2 separate regions of the Triticum aestivum genome follow, and region 2 is linked to region 1. The links are chromatin contacts, called in public Hi-C maps. All regions are on one chromosome and are shown on one strand. Each heading gives the region's core, a stretch centred on a gene start, on an enhancer-like site or on the middle of the called end of the contact. The rest is flanking DNA. Distances are from core to core; before and after follow the strand shown.

Evidence for each region. Hi-C and Micro-C count contacts between places; a contact is called where the count stands out from the background.
Region 2: a Hi-C map of leaf shows a contact between it and region 1, with 4 times the contacts expected there. The contact joins the promoter of LOC123080624 here to the promoter of LOC123080619 in region 1. A contact is called at or near these places in 2 of 5 Hi-C or Micro-C datasets (both in leaf).

The regions. Positions count from the first base shown.
Region 1 is chr3D:577,455,795-577,463,174 of IWGSC CS RefSeq v2.1, reverse strand. It overlaps LOC123080619 (probable glycerol-3-phosphate dehydrogenase [NAD(+)] 1, cytosolic), which reads left to right and starts at 3,243. Exons shown (of 6, transcript XM_044503552.1): 1 at 3,243-3,516; 2 at 3,642-4,455; 3 at 5,475-5,696; 4 at 6,239-6,486; 5 at 6,739-6,878; 6 at 7,346-7,380. The coding sequence starts at 3,819.
Region 2 is chr3D:577,847,351-577,854,542 of IWGSC CS RefSeq v2.1, reverse strand. It overlaps LOC123080624 (disease resistance protein RGA5), which reads right to left and starts at 3,325. Exons shown (of 5, transcript XM_044503554.1): 1 at 2,364-3,325; 2 at 1-1,973. The coding sequence starts at 3,190.

The DNA of each region.
Region 1 (7,380 bases), core at 1,994-4,493:
TAGTGTTAATGTATGGTTTCATTGCCTCTCGATGCTCGAGAGGTCGGCAAAGACGAGGGGGCAGCAGAGGTGAGCGAAAGAATGAATGTCCTCTCCCCTCTGACGATTAGAGTTTGTTCACACATTTTGTCACGGTTGATAGAGAAAGTGCTAGAATCACTCGTGTGGTACGTGCGTCATTTGAAAATTTCCCAAAAATGTAACTTTGAAATGAATTCTTGTAATGAACGATGCATGCACTTTTATTTTTGTCATATTTTTTATTATAATTATTTTTATTTATTGCAGTGAGTGACATTAAGCCACTAACACTGTAGACTGATACAATTAATACCCCTTAGTGCCAACCAGAAAAATAGATAATCCTGAACAAGGGTGATATTGGGTAGCTATTTGTTTGTGAACCTTGCATCATTTTTCAATATCTGGTATGTGGCTAATTTATTTGATATTGCACGTGTATAAGAGCGCTATAAAGTAAAAAAAAATGTATTCCACCACCAGCCTCCACCTGTGTATACAATGCTTTCGTTTTCTATACCACACCAGTCTTTACTTCTTATAAGAATAGTTTTGTCTTCTTATATATACCACTTCATCTTCAATACAAACAGATCCATCATCTCATGCATTCTTTTTCAACAAGTTGCCACTGCTTCCTTTTCTACAGAACAACTCCACCGTCCACTCCTTTTAACATGTTAGTGGTACTAGCTTATTTCATCAAATAGGTGGTATTCACATGAACAGATCAAAGAGAGGAATATGGAAGATGTTAGAACACTGGGGAATAGGAGGCATCATGAGTAATAGAGGAACTACCCATTAGAGTGTTGCGTGTGGATGATGCTGGAGCTTTCTTTATTGTGACTTGCCATTTATTTTTATCTGTTTGGCTGGTTCTTTGGGTAGTTGCGAACTTGCCACAGGTAGCTAGATTACAGGATTACCACACTAGTGCCAATCAAAAAAGAGGCACGTGGCCTTTCTCTGATCTTACTGTTTTTCGGGGTCAGTTTGAATTTGATCCATCGCAATCACTTTTTATCACTATCTTTTTGAAATCCCAGATTCAGATTTTATCACTATCTTTTTTATGAAATTCTGGGTTCAGATAATATAGTTTGTGGCAGAATCACCTTCTTTCCTAGAGAGAAGAAGTACCACTTGTGCCACTATACCATCGAATAGAGCCTAGCCAGTCTCAATGGATCGGAGTCCATAACAAGACACCATTGAACCCACACCAAGAGAAGTTCTGGCCCAGTTTTGCAACTCTGTTCTTCTAAAAAAAAGGTAAAAAAAATCTACATCACCAATCTCCACTTGTGCATACAATCTTTCCTTACTTACACCACTCCAGCCCTTTCTTATATGAAGAACGTTATCTACTTATATATACCATTTCATCGTCACTGGAATAAATTTATCCCATACAAAAGAAAAAATAGAACAAATAATATGGTTTCATTTTGTTTCAATATATTGATAGCACTACCTTATGACATCACATGTTTCGTAGTCAGTAAGAATATCAATAAAGCGAGAGAAGAATATGAATGGAATATACAAAAACACATGGAAATATGAGATATCAGGAGTAGTGGTGGAATTGCTTTTCATTCCAACACAGGACGAGGCCAAACTGCCTAATCTTGAATGGCGAGAGACGCTGGAGCTTCCTTTATTTCAATTTGTCATCTATTTGTATACATCTGGCTGGTCCAGTCTTTTTAATACACGCAATCTCGGGCATGGTAGTATTTTTTAACGGGGCATAACCGCTTTCCATTGACTGAATAACGGAAATACAGGCATCTGAACCAGAAAGAGTTTCAAGGGATGGAGAAGGGGAAAGTGAGTTTAGCATCGTCGGGAAACCCACCGCAGGTGCTCGCCGTCGAAATACCCACTATGAGACGAAAACCAGGCAACACTCAAAAACTAGCCCAACCGAAGGAGTTTAATGCTCACGCATGAGCCAAAAGTTTAACACCCACAAAGGAGCAAACAAGGTAGCAACCAAAAGATGAGACTAGGCATGAAGAAACTGCAGGCCGACACATAGATGGAAAGCTTCTCTTTCAACTTGTGGCCGAGTCGTCATGAATGATAGCACAAATCCGCATCATGTTGGTCGCACTTTTTCTGAGCATCATCGTACCCAGCCTCATTGCACCTTCATCTTCATTTTTCAGCAAACCTATCCAATAATTCAGAAACACACAAGAGGAAAACATCACTTCAAAAGGTGATCTTGAATGTTAAAACTCAAAGGTCACACGGTTGCTGCAGTTCCCGGTCGCCCGGACCAAAAGTATAGAACTTAGTACCAGGTGGCAGAAACATATAACACCAAGAATAAAACCGCCACAAATTATTGGGACAAAGATCGGTTCCAAACACCGAGCCAACAGTACGCCAAGCAACTCTCGCAACTGGGCAGAAGAAGAAAATGTGCTGAGAAGTTTCCCTCTCGTTGCACTCGGCATGGTAGCTAGACTACCGACCCTAGCTAGAAACTAAATTCATGGAGCAAATCTATGTTTGGGCACGAAAACTTTCAATCCCGGACACATCGAGCTAGTCTTTTTTTATTTGGGCACGAATTGGTTTCAGTTACAACACATCACAACAAATTTTATTGTTATTTTCTGTTTTTTAGTATTGTGTTCAAATCCTTGTGTTAGAATCACTTTTTTTTTAGAATCAGAATCACTTTTCTTGAGAGGGGGATACATGAGGGAGGGGCAACATCACTTTCGGTTGCATCATGGGCTATAGAAGTTGTACGACCTGATCATATTTCCCTTTACGAGCCGGGCTTGAAGAAGCCTGAACACTTAGACTACAAGGCCGGGCCTGATTCGAAGTCTAGATGTCCCTCTTCTCAAGCCATAGCCCAGCCTGAAAACAAGCCCAAAATCCCGGCCCAAACAATGTTCTTTTTACTGCCATGAAGCCCAACGGCCCGGCCCGAAATGTTGAGAAAGTGAAGCCCAGACTGACTGAATGCACTTTTGGACTGCAAATCAGCCCCTTAACACCCAGCCGAAACACCCCTAAAAAACCCAGCCCAAACGGCAAGCATGGCCTGGTATTTTTGGGCCAGGCTCGGGCCGGGTCGCGGGCCGGGCGGCCGGCCCATGATTAGTTTAGTTGTACGTGCCGTTTACCGGAGTTGATTTTTTTTCTGTGCGAACACTAAGTCGTCGTCTCCCCCGGGACAGAGGAGCACGGGCAGCTCGGGAAGCAGCGGCGACACCGTTGCGCCCCGCCTCCCCCACTCATTAATGGCGGCCACTGCATGGTTGGCTGCGGCACCCATCCCCTCCATCAATGCCGCCACCCACCTCCCCCGTCTACTAAACGCCAGCCAACCCAAGCTTCCGTCCATCCACCCAACCCCACCTCCACCTCATCACTTATCCATCCGTCCATCCCGCCACCTCACCGCGGCGCCGGCTGCCTCCCGCCCGGCCAGCTCCGCCCCCGGGGTCCTCGAGCTGGAGGTGGGTGAGCACATAAACGCCCCCGTCCGGCCTGCTCTGCTCCCTTCGATCCGCTTACTTATTCTTGCGCCGGGGTGCAGTGCTCCAACGTCTTGCGTTTGATTACTGTTCCACCTTCTGTGAGTGTAGGTGGTGGTGGATAACCAGCTCCTGGAACTTTCTCGGGGGACTGGAGTGTTTAGGTCCGAGGTTGGTGAGCGAACTCGCGACCCTGGGCGCGCGCTTAAGGTGTTCGATCGATTGCCGACCAGAGCACACGCACCTTTCAGCCATTTCTGATCTGCCGGATTGGGTTACAAGGGCGAGATGGTCGGGAGCGTGCACGTCAACGGAGCGGTGAACGGCGCCAACGGCACCGAGGAGCGGCTGGACGAGCTGCGCCGGCTGCTCGGCAAGTCCGACGGCGACCTGCTCAAGATCGTCAGCATCGGCGCCGGCGCCTGGGGCAGCGTCTTCGCCGCTCTGCTGCAGGATGCCTACGGCCACTTCAGGGAGAAGGTGCAGATACGGGTGTGGCGCCGGCAGGGGCGGGCGGTGGACCGGTCCACCGCCGAGCATCTGTTCGACGTGATCAACTCGAGGGAGGACGTGCTGAGGCGTCTCATCCGCCGCTGCGCCTACCTCAAGTACGTCGAGGCGCGGCTGGGAGACCGGACCTTGTACGCCGATGAGATCTTGAGGGATGGGTTCTGTTTGAACATGGTCGACACGCCCCTCTGCCCGTTGAAGGTGGTCACCAACCTGCAGGAAGCTGTCTGGGATGCTGACATTGTGGTCAATGGGCTGCCGTCCACTGAGACGAGGGAGGTGTTCGAGGAGCTCAGCAAGTATTGGAAGGAGCGGATCAGCGTTCCGGTCATCATTTCCCTTGCAAAGGGGATAGAAGCCTCCTTGGACCCAATTCCTCGTATCATCACGCCTACACAAATGATCAGTTCCGCAGGTAAGCATGTATCTTGCTTTGTGTTTGTTGGTCACATATATTCTCATCTATATTGATGTGTGCAATCATTTGGTATCCATGAGGGAGAGAAAGTGCATCAGTTATTTTCTACTGCAGTGATTGCAACTCACTGTTTGATGAGAGGGAAATATAGAGAACTTTCTGGAGACCAACTTTTGAGTGAAAGCTTTATGAAAGAATACGTCTGATCAAAGCAAAAACATGCTTAAGACTTGAGATTCTGCTGTAGTCTTTTGGTCTGCAGTTCATGGCAATCATTTCAGCACATGAGATTCTTCTGTAGTCTTTTGGTCTGATTAGTTGTCAATTTACAGTTGGAAAAAACAAATACATATTTAGTACTTTTCTGTTGCCATGACCTGCATAATTATTGCACTTAGCATAGTGACTTTGACACTTTGTAGATATGCACCAACCTTCAGTTTACCCAATCACATCAGCCTATTGCATTTGAAGTTTGCTTGTATGAAAACAGATGTTGACTTTTCCTGTTGATTTATTATTTGTCAGATTTTATCTTTTTGCTACTCACCTGGGATGGATTTGATGTCCAACTTGATTTTATACAGAAGTAGCGTAAACTGTACATCTAGGATTTGGAGTCAGTTTTCATGTTAAGCATGAGTATGCTACAAAGAGTGATTTCATAGCGTATGCTATATGTTCTGATTTCATCGAAAGACGTTTTGATCTTGACATGCACTGTTGGACTCATGTACTTAATTTATGACAGTTAGCATAGTGACCCCTTGGGTATACATCACCTACCATTTCTTATACTCAATCACATCAAGTACCCTGTTCGATTTGAAGAGCTAACGCCAAAGCACTATACGCCATGATAATGACATGATGCACATCTTCTGACTTGGCCGACAGATGTTTTAATGTTGACAAGTACCCATCTGGCTCACATAATTAAACTTTATTGCCTGAGTTCAGTACTTGCCTTATATATCTAAATTACTCGAAATCTGATATTTTAAAATGAATTGCAGCTGGCGTTCCAACTGAGAATATACTCTATCTTGGAGGACCAAACATTGCCTCGGAAATTTATAACAAAGAATATGCAAATGCTCGAATCTGCGGATCCACCAAGTGGAGGAAAACTCTCGCCAAGTTTTTGAGGCAACCACATTTCATTGTTTGGGATAACAGTGACATTGTCACTCATGAGGTTATGGGCGGACTGAAGAACGTATATGCTATTGGTGCTGGTAAGCGTCTTTTTGTCTTCTTCGAATATTAGAATTTAGCTCACCGAAATAGGGACATTAATATATTGTCATTATATTTGTTAATTTATGCTTTTACGGTCCTACCTTGTATGGCATTTAATTATTGAAGAAGGCACAGATATGTGTGAGTTTACTTGATCTGTTTAATGATCAACATGATCTGTTGTCGCAGTAGTGTATGGACAGGCTAACTTGAAATCACAGGAAGCAACCTCGTTTGTAAAGTAAAAAAAGTAGAGTGATCATTAATTCACAGGATATTCACAAGAAGGGATATATATATCCTTCCATTTTATGTACAAAAAGTATATGTCCTGATATTATACAGAAAGAACATCTAAGCGGAGAAGCTTCATGGCAATTTAAACACTTGTTTCGCTATTATTCTAGGATACCCACTGGTGTTTAGTTATTTGCCTTTTCTTGCCTTAAAAGAAGTGTTTGCTTTCTTTCTCGGCAAGGTATTTGCTACTATGTGCTATGTTCCCAGCTCAAGCAGAACCTTCTCTTCTCTGTTTCAGGAATGGTGGCAGCTTTAACAAACGAGAGTGCAACAAGCAAATCAGTGTATTTTGCTCACTGCACGTCAGAAATGATATTCATTACCCATCTACTGACAGAACAGCCAGAGAAACTTGCCGGCCCTCTGCTGGCTGACACTTACGTAACTCTCCTGAAAGGGCGCAATGCATGGTACGGGCAAATGCTAGCGAAGGGAGAACTCAGGCTCGATATGGGTGACAGTATCAAGGGAAAGGGGATGATTCAGGTTCTGTCATAGCAGTGTTCTTTTCTTTTCTTCCAGAAGTTTCTCTGATTGCTGAGCATGTCTGAATAATAATATCGAAAAGTAAAACCTAGAAAAGATATTAAACCTTCGGGATATTCTTACTATGTAGTTATTTTGATAATCCCTGTCATCTATAATGGTTCCCATTTTGCTTGTGAGTTGTTGGTTCGCTTTAGCGTTTTGCATGGCATGCACTAACTGAGTATAAACTCTGTGTATTTCATTGGACAGGGTATTTCTGCTGTTGGTGCGTTTTTTGAGCTGCTCAGTCAACCCAGCTTAAGTGTGCTACACCCAGAGGAAAACAAGCAAGTTGCTCCTGCTGAACTGTGCCCGATTCTGAAGAGGCTTTATAGAATTCTGATAAAAAGGTCTGTGATATCTGTATTACCATTCTGCATATGGCTTGCTCTGCTTATTTGAACTATGTACAGAGTGCTTTAACAGCTTGAGGAGCATAGTTAAACCGTAAATTCTGCCCCTTCTCGCCTGTCTGGTCCATTGCCGCTTCTAGTCGTCACTTGCCAGCATAACTCAGTGTAGGTCCACCAGTTTATGAGCATAGAGCCGACGATGCATACTTGCAGGAAGTAGACTGTAAATCAAATCAAAACTTGTTTGCCCATTTGAGGCCATGCTTTTCCCTTTGCTTACAGGCAAATATACTCTGTTTTATCATTACATTTTTACTCTGGTTTTCCATGAGAAAATTTATCAAACCATCACACTGAACAGTAACAAGACAAGATCAACCATCAGTTTCTACCAAGCAACCTTTGAGCCAACTGATCTGAATCAGGATTCTGTCTTACGCAACTCTTATATTTGGAATCTGCAGGGAGCTCCCAGTGGGAGACATCCTCCAAGCCCTGA
Region 2 (7,192 bases), core at 2,076-4,575, 390 kb before region 1:
CGGCGTTCAGCGCAACCATCGCTTCATCCACCTCCTGATTGCTGGAAATAGCCCCCTCATTGATAACATCAACTTCGACTCGCTGGAGGGAAGGGAGGTGCCGCATACCCAAACTAAGCTTCCTCCATGATAACACCGACCTTTTTCTTTTTGCGGGGGTTGATAACACGAACCTTGACTCGCTGGAGGGAAGGGAGGTGCCGGAAATCCACTTGGTTGGGTAGGCGAACCCAAGGTGTTGAAGCCTTGGCGCAGCTCCGTGTGGAAACATAGACGGCACGGCACCAATACTAGTGAAGTTACACTCTGTCGCACATGGGAATAACGCACCAGAGGAAAGCATAGGCATTTCCACCACATCCTCTCCTCTTCGGGACTGAGAATAATCCATCACCCAGAGAACACGAAGAGAAGGCAGCATGCCAAGAAGCTGGATGTCCTCCGGTCGCACTTTGAACGCCGTTATATGCAGATAGGAGAGGAGAGGAAGCAATGAAGAATTAATCCATGGCGGCAATGTCTTGAACCAACTTACATCTGACTGGAAAGCCAATCTACAGAGTTGTGGAGGAGGCACCCAATCTTCGCTCAGGCAATTGATGAGTCCATCATCGACATATACGTCTAGACTGTCCAGTTTGTATATATTACTAATGGATTCCTTCAAAGCTTTACCCAGGCTCTCATCAAAACTATAGCAATCAAGCCGGAGCACCCTGAGCTTGGTCAGATGGCCCAATTCTTTCACAAAATCAAGGTCCACGTCAGATAACCCCAGGTCATCTAGCACTTCTAGGGATGCCAGGTTACCTATCCCAGATGGCAGCTTCATATCATAATCAACATACAGGCACATTAGACGTCTTAGTTGAACAACACTCGATGGCAGTACTTCTATCTTAGTCCCTCTCAAGTCCAAGGTAAGCAAAAACTGCAGCTTCCCTATTTCCATCGGAAGGTCCTTAACATGAGTATCTTTTAGCCCCAAGTACCTCAAATGCAACAGATTCCCCACATACCCAACATCTGAGACATTTTTACAACCTTCTAAATCCAACACGCGCAGAACTTGAAAGCTTGAAATATCCAACACTTTCCCAACAACATCACTTGTGAAAATGGTAAGAGATCTCATATGTTCCATCCTAGTGGTATCCACATCTATCTTGGTATTTTGAATGGACAATCTGCGAACCTTGATCTCTGAGTTAGGTATTTTTCTTCTGGTGTCATCTAGTATTGTGACAAAGTTTTCTTCACTTGATAATGAGCATATAAGGTCAAGCACCATGTCATGTACACGGCAACCTTCTACATTTCCTTCAACATTAATGCCTATTGGCTGGATCATACTTCTATTTACTAGCTCATTGAAGTAGCTATTACCGAGCTCATATAAGCTAGTTTCTTCTTTATCACTGTAAACAAGACCTTCGGATATCCATCTCCATATCAGTCTATCTCTCATAATCTTGTGGTCTTCTGGGAAGATGCTAAGATATAATAAACAAGGTTTCAGATATGAGGGTAGATCATAATAGCTGAATAATAATATCTTTTTCATCTCCTCCAAACTTTGATCTTCTGTCAATCCACGACCAATGGAATTAAGCAAGGTATACCATTGGTCCTTTTTTTTAATCTGATGATTATTAGCCAGAAGACTTGCTATAGAAATAATAGCTAATGGTATGCCACCACATTTCTTCAAAATGTCTTTGGATACTTGCACCAACTCTTGGGGACACCCTTCCTCATGAGAAAATACTCTTTTATAGAAGAGTGTTCTTGATACATCATCAGAAAGGGGTTCCATCCTATAAATATCACCCTCAGAAGAGCAACATGCTTCAGAGACACTAACATTGCGGGTTGTCGTGATTAGTCGGCTTCCAGGGCTCTTCTTGGAGAAAGCGCACTTGATTGATTTCCACACTTCTTTATCCCATATGTCATCGATTACGATGAGATACCTTTATGAATGCATTTAATAATTAGTTAACAAATCAATACAATGAAGATAACAAAATAATATATTATTATATTACTTTGGATAAATTAGTTCTAAGCAAACTCGACCAAATTGCATAATTAGAGAATTGTATTACCCCCCCCCCCCCCCACTCACACACACATAATTGAGATCGTCGACCTAGAATATATATTTTTAATTACCTTAAAAATATGCACTCACTAATTATTACATTATATGATTTATATAATAACTATAGAAATTTACATGAAAAGTATAAATTAACAATATGCTATCAAGATGCATATGCACTAGTATTAAACGATGTCACTATTTTACTAGATGAAATGGTAATCGGTGTGTATAAGAGGAAAAAAGCATACGTACATACCTCTTGTCATTAAGGTATTCAATTATATCGTCTATGAGATACTTTTCGTCCCTCGCTGCATTATGTATGTTTTCGTACTTGACCTTGTCAAGTCCATAGAGAATATCCTTCAAAACCTTTTTCATTTTAGGGTTTTGCGAAACCGAGACAAAAGCAACACGATCAAATTTCGCTTTGATCTCGTCGTATGCTGCTTTGGCAAGAGTCGTCTTGCCTAACCCACCAAATCCAACAATAGATATCGTCTTCAACGGATGCTTCGACCAATCATCACCTTCAGTCAACATTTTGATCAACTTGTCCCGTGTTTCTTTAATGCCGACGAGCTCTGTCACATCTGTGTACAAGGCCATCATGCGAGGGTCAACACTAGTATTAGCACTAGTGTCCCGCATCTCTTGCTCGTACCTTTGACGCAGCTCGGCCAACTGCTTCGCTTGAAGAACAACTTCTTCAAGAGCATCGGAGATCCGATGGAGATCCTTGCCATTCTTGAATAATCTTTTGACCTTCTTGAGTATCTTCTTGACTCTGTTCTTCGGGTTGGTGGACTCGCCGCCATCCCCCACACGCATCATGAAAGCATCAACGATGTCCTCCATTTGGTAGGACAACTCCTTGACATTTCCTGCCCAGATCTTGACCCCCTCGTCAAGCTGGTCTGCCGGCTCTTTCGACACCTTGTTGAGAACATCCTGCATCAATTTCAGCTCTGTTATGAGAGATTCGATGCCCTTTCTCACTTGTTTCTCCAGGGTGATCTCGCCGATGAGCAGCTCGCCAAGCTTCGGGAGGAGAGGGCCGATAGCCCCCATGGCAATCTCCATAGCTAGATCTCTCTCTTTCTCTACTTGCGAGATTGCGGTGGTGTGGGGAGGAAGAAGCTGGTATCTCCGTGCTGCTCTATGAAGGCCTCTACTCGTGGTGTGTTGGCTCGTTGCTGGGTGGTTGAGATTAATGATGGTTCGCTGGGTGTAAGGAAGAGATAAATGTAGCGAGCAGTACAAGACTTCAATTTGGCCACCAACCGGACCGAGACATAACCGGCATGGTCATGTGCAGCTGCAGCCTGTGGGCTTCTGCACTATGCTGCCGCATACAGCGGGGTCCCAGCTTCAATACTACGGTACCACTTGGTAGTACGAGCCAGACTGGCCACTGTTGGACAACTGCATTAGGTCTTAAAGCTGAGCATGGTACGTACCAATGTCAAGAGCGTTCACATCATGATCAAGCAAAGAAGAGATTCCTGCTCGAGGCAACTGTCTGCTAAATTGCAGCTCGAGTTAAATGGATCACACACATACAAACTAAAATTAAACCTCAAAAGAGGCATGCCTTGTTACGGAGACATACTACATGCGAAGAAAATTGTAACATTGACTAGGTACATACGCCCATTGAGTTTTCTTATTTCCGAATTGTAAGACTGGTTCCAGAATGGCGTGGAATGTTTACTGAGGCAAAAATGGTATCTGTCTCACATTTCTCAAACGTGAGTTACTATAACTTGTACTATACTAGCAAAAATGTCCGTGCGTTGCAACGGGGAAAATAATAAAAATACTCCCCTAGCCTAATGGCTCAAAACTATATTTTGCTGCTTCACTAAAAAACGCTCCATGTGTGTGTGTCACCGAGGCATTCCTCGAAGTGTTAGTCATCTAATATATTTGCCGACAATCTTAAACATGCAAAATCAATGTATGAAGTGCTACACTTCAATTTTAAAGAAATTGAGCTATTGACCTCAAAGAAGTTGATTTGTGTTGGTGTCGATTATAGTGTATTTTTCTCTGAAACATGTTCATCCCTTCAGAAATAGATCAACATAAGGAAAAGAAGATAAGCTATATTCAAAGAGAACTGTTTATAAATGAAATGTTCATTGTAAGTTTGTCAAGAATTGATTAATTTAAATATATAATGTATTTTATATTCACAAATGACCAATTTACCTCGGCCGCTGATGTAGAGCTCTATGGAGTGTATTTGTCATGGATGCATAATGCATTCTAAATCTCCTCTCTCCTTTTTTACCTTCTTAGCATGATCTTGCTTACCTAGGTTGTGCTTGAGCGGGCAACTTGTTATATTTGCTTTCGGATTGCAGCTGGACCGGTTGTCCCAGGTCCCAGCCTCCCAGGGGAGGTTGTTGTCCATGACGTCGTTGCCATGGAAGAGAAAAAAAACTTATAAAACCGGGTCTCTTTCTGTATAACATGGGACCCTATGTAAAAGAGGACATGTGTTTAGCACCAATATCAAAGCACTTTCTTTCCGGGCTAATTGTTATTATGTTTAATGTTTTTTGTACTTCTGACGGATCTTTATAATAGGTCTATCATCCTTTTCGCAAAAAAAATCCAGGTCGGCGATGGCCGTCGCGTTCCTAGCCTTCTCTCCAACCTCATGATCTCATCGTCTCCATATAGGAGGTCGGCTGATTAATTCACGGCGGACGCATTGGGTCCGCTAATGACTAATTTGCTTCTACATGTTCTTTTTAGGAGAATTTTCTTCTAATTTTTTTAGGGTTAGAAGAATTTGCTTCTACATGTATCCGTTCATGGTTTGCTGCTGGCTAGCTAACGTTCGATGCAAAAAAATGCAGAAAAAATCAAATGGCCAGATGGTTGTCTAAATGGGCCATGCAACCAGCTATTGGGCCCCATCGAGCACCAAGCATGAACCGATCGAGCAGCCAGCGAACACAGCGAGCGACACACGCGAGACGCCGCGAGCCCTAGCTAGCAGTGCGGCAGTGGAAATCGAGCAAGCGGCCGCAGTGGCAAGGCGGCGAACCAATGGAGGACAGACAGTACGATGTACGCAGCCGTGGCGGGAGTGCAGAGGCCCCAAACAAATGGGCCAATAGCTCCTGTGCGACATTTTTCATGCGAATTGAAAGGAGGGCGACGTTGTTGGAATGAATGGCTGTGATGCGACGTTTTAGAAGCAAACAATAGCTCCAATGCGACATGGCTCTGTTTAACCATGAAATGAAAAACACGAGGGGTTAGCGATTCGAGTTATGACACGCGGGACCTAGCAGTTACTCGCATGAGGGTGGGACCCACAACTTATCCACGCAAGCATGCCCGTGCTCATCAGCGTGCCCCGACCCGAGCCAGCCACGAGCCCGAGCCAGCCCCGCCCCCCCCCCCCCCCCCCCCCCCCGCGCCCTCCATTGCTTGCCCTGCCCCTTTCCTTTCCCACCTCCTTCTTCCTCTGCTCCGGCAACGAAGCACGCCGCCGGCGAGTGATGTCTAGCTCGACTTCGGCCTCCCGCCAATCATGGACGCAGTACGGTCCACTGCCGTTGACAAGATGCCCCGATTGCCCGCGCATGGAGCCTCTGAAGCGTTTGACTTGTGTGAGGGAAGAAAATGGCAACCGTGGGCGCGAGTTTGTGAAATGCTTGAGCAAGCCACAGCCGGGGCAGGTTAGATCTGTGTTCTTGACCAATCCTATGGTCTAATTTCTCCCGATTTCTTTCTTTTTTCCTCGAATTAGGGCGGTGGATCTGGGTGGTGGATCTAGGATTCATGCGCCGCCGGCCCCCTGTTTTTCAGGTTCCGCAGAAATGTGGGCATTTTGAGTGGCTCGATGACTATGTTGAAAAGTTGAAATTGGAGGGATCAACCCGAACCCAAGAGCTCAATTTTGGGGGGCGGCTTGCCGTGGAACAAGCCCCCAATTTGGCGGACAGAGCCGATCCGATGATGCACAGTGCAGAACTGAAGTGTGAATTAAAGAAAATTGGCAAGCAACTAAAGCATCTGATCGATTTGAAGCAGCAAGCAAATATGATGGCTGGAGCATTTTATGGTTGTGTCATTGCTATGGGTTTATTTTACTTGATGTTCATCAATCGCTAGAATTTGTTAGAGTTTCAGTTAGTGTGTCAGCTAGTTTCAGGGGTGCCCAGTAGTTTGAGTTAGCCAGGGATCATTTGTTAGATGAATTTGAATTTGTGTGAAGCAAAACTTGCTTGAATTATTGTAATGTTATTCTCAGGGGCCCTATTCAGTGTTCATGCTCTGTTTCCTCTGTTTTTGTTCTTCAGTTAACAGAGTACACACCCAAATTCAGTTTCTAGTAAAAAACAAAACTGGGCTGCCGAATAGATGTTGGGCCGTGAGAAAATGGGCCCTGAGAAAATAACCATGCCCAAGACCAACCCACCCGCGTAGGGGCACCAGCCCACCTCTAACTTCGGCAAATAAAATGGGGCCCAATAAAATGTTACTTGTTTTTTACTTTGGCCTTTTTCTTGCACTAAATTTTGTGATGGATCATTTTTTGATGCACTAAAACTAAATGTTAATTGTTTTTATGCATGTCTATGAACTAAATGAGTTGCATGCTTGCATGAAGTGCCCGCAGTAAATTAGTTTGCATTTCCTAGTTGCATGTCCATAGTGGGTTTGCATGGGGCTCCTAGTTGCATGTCCATGGTTTGGCCAATATTTTGAAGATGGTGTGTGTGGTGATTGGGGTGTAGCAACCCGGGCCCGTAGCAACCCATAGCAATACACGAATAATAAGCAAGAACAACCCATAGCAATCCACAAATAATAGCACGAAACACACAATATATATAGTAGCATAACGATTATATAGAAGCATAATGATTGCAACCCATAGTTCCACGATAGCCTTACAACTCCATGATAGCCTTACAACTTAAAGTACTAAAAAAACTTAATAATAGTAGCATAACAATTACAACTTAAAAAAACTAATCCAATAGATCTATAGCAAGCTAGATAGATCGGGGGCACCAAACGCGGGTTCTTCTTCGGGTTCTTCTTCTCCTCCTCCTC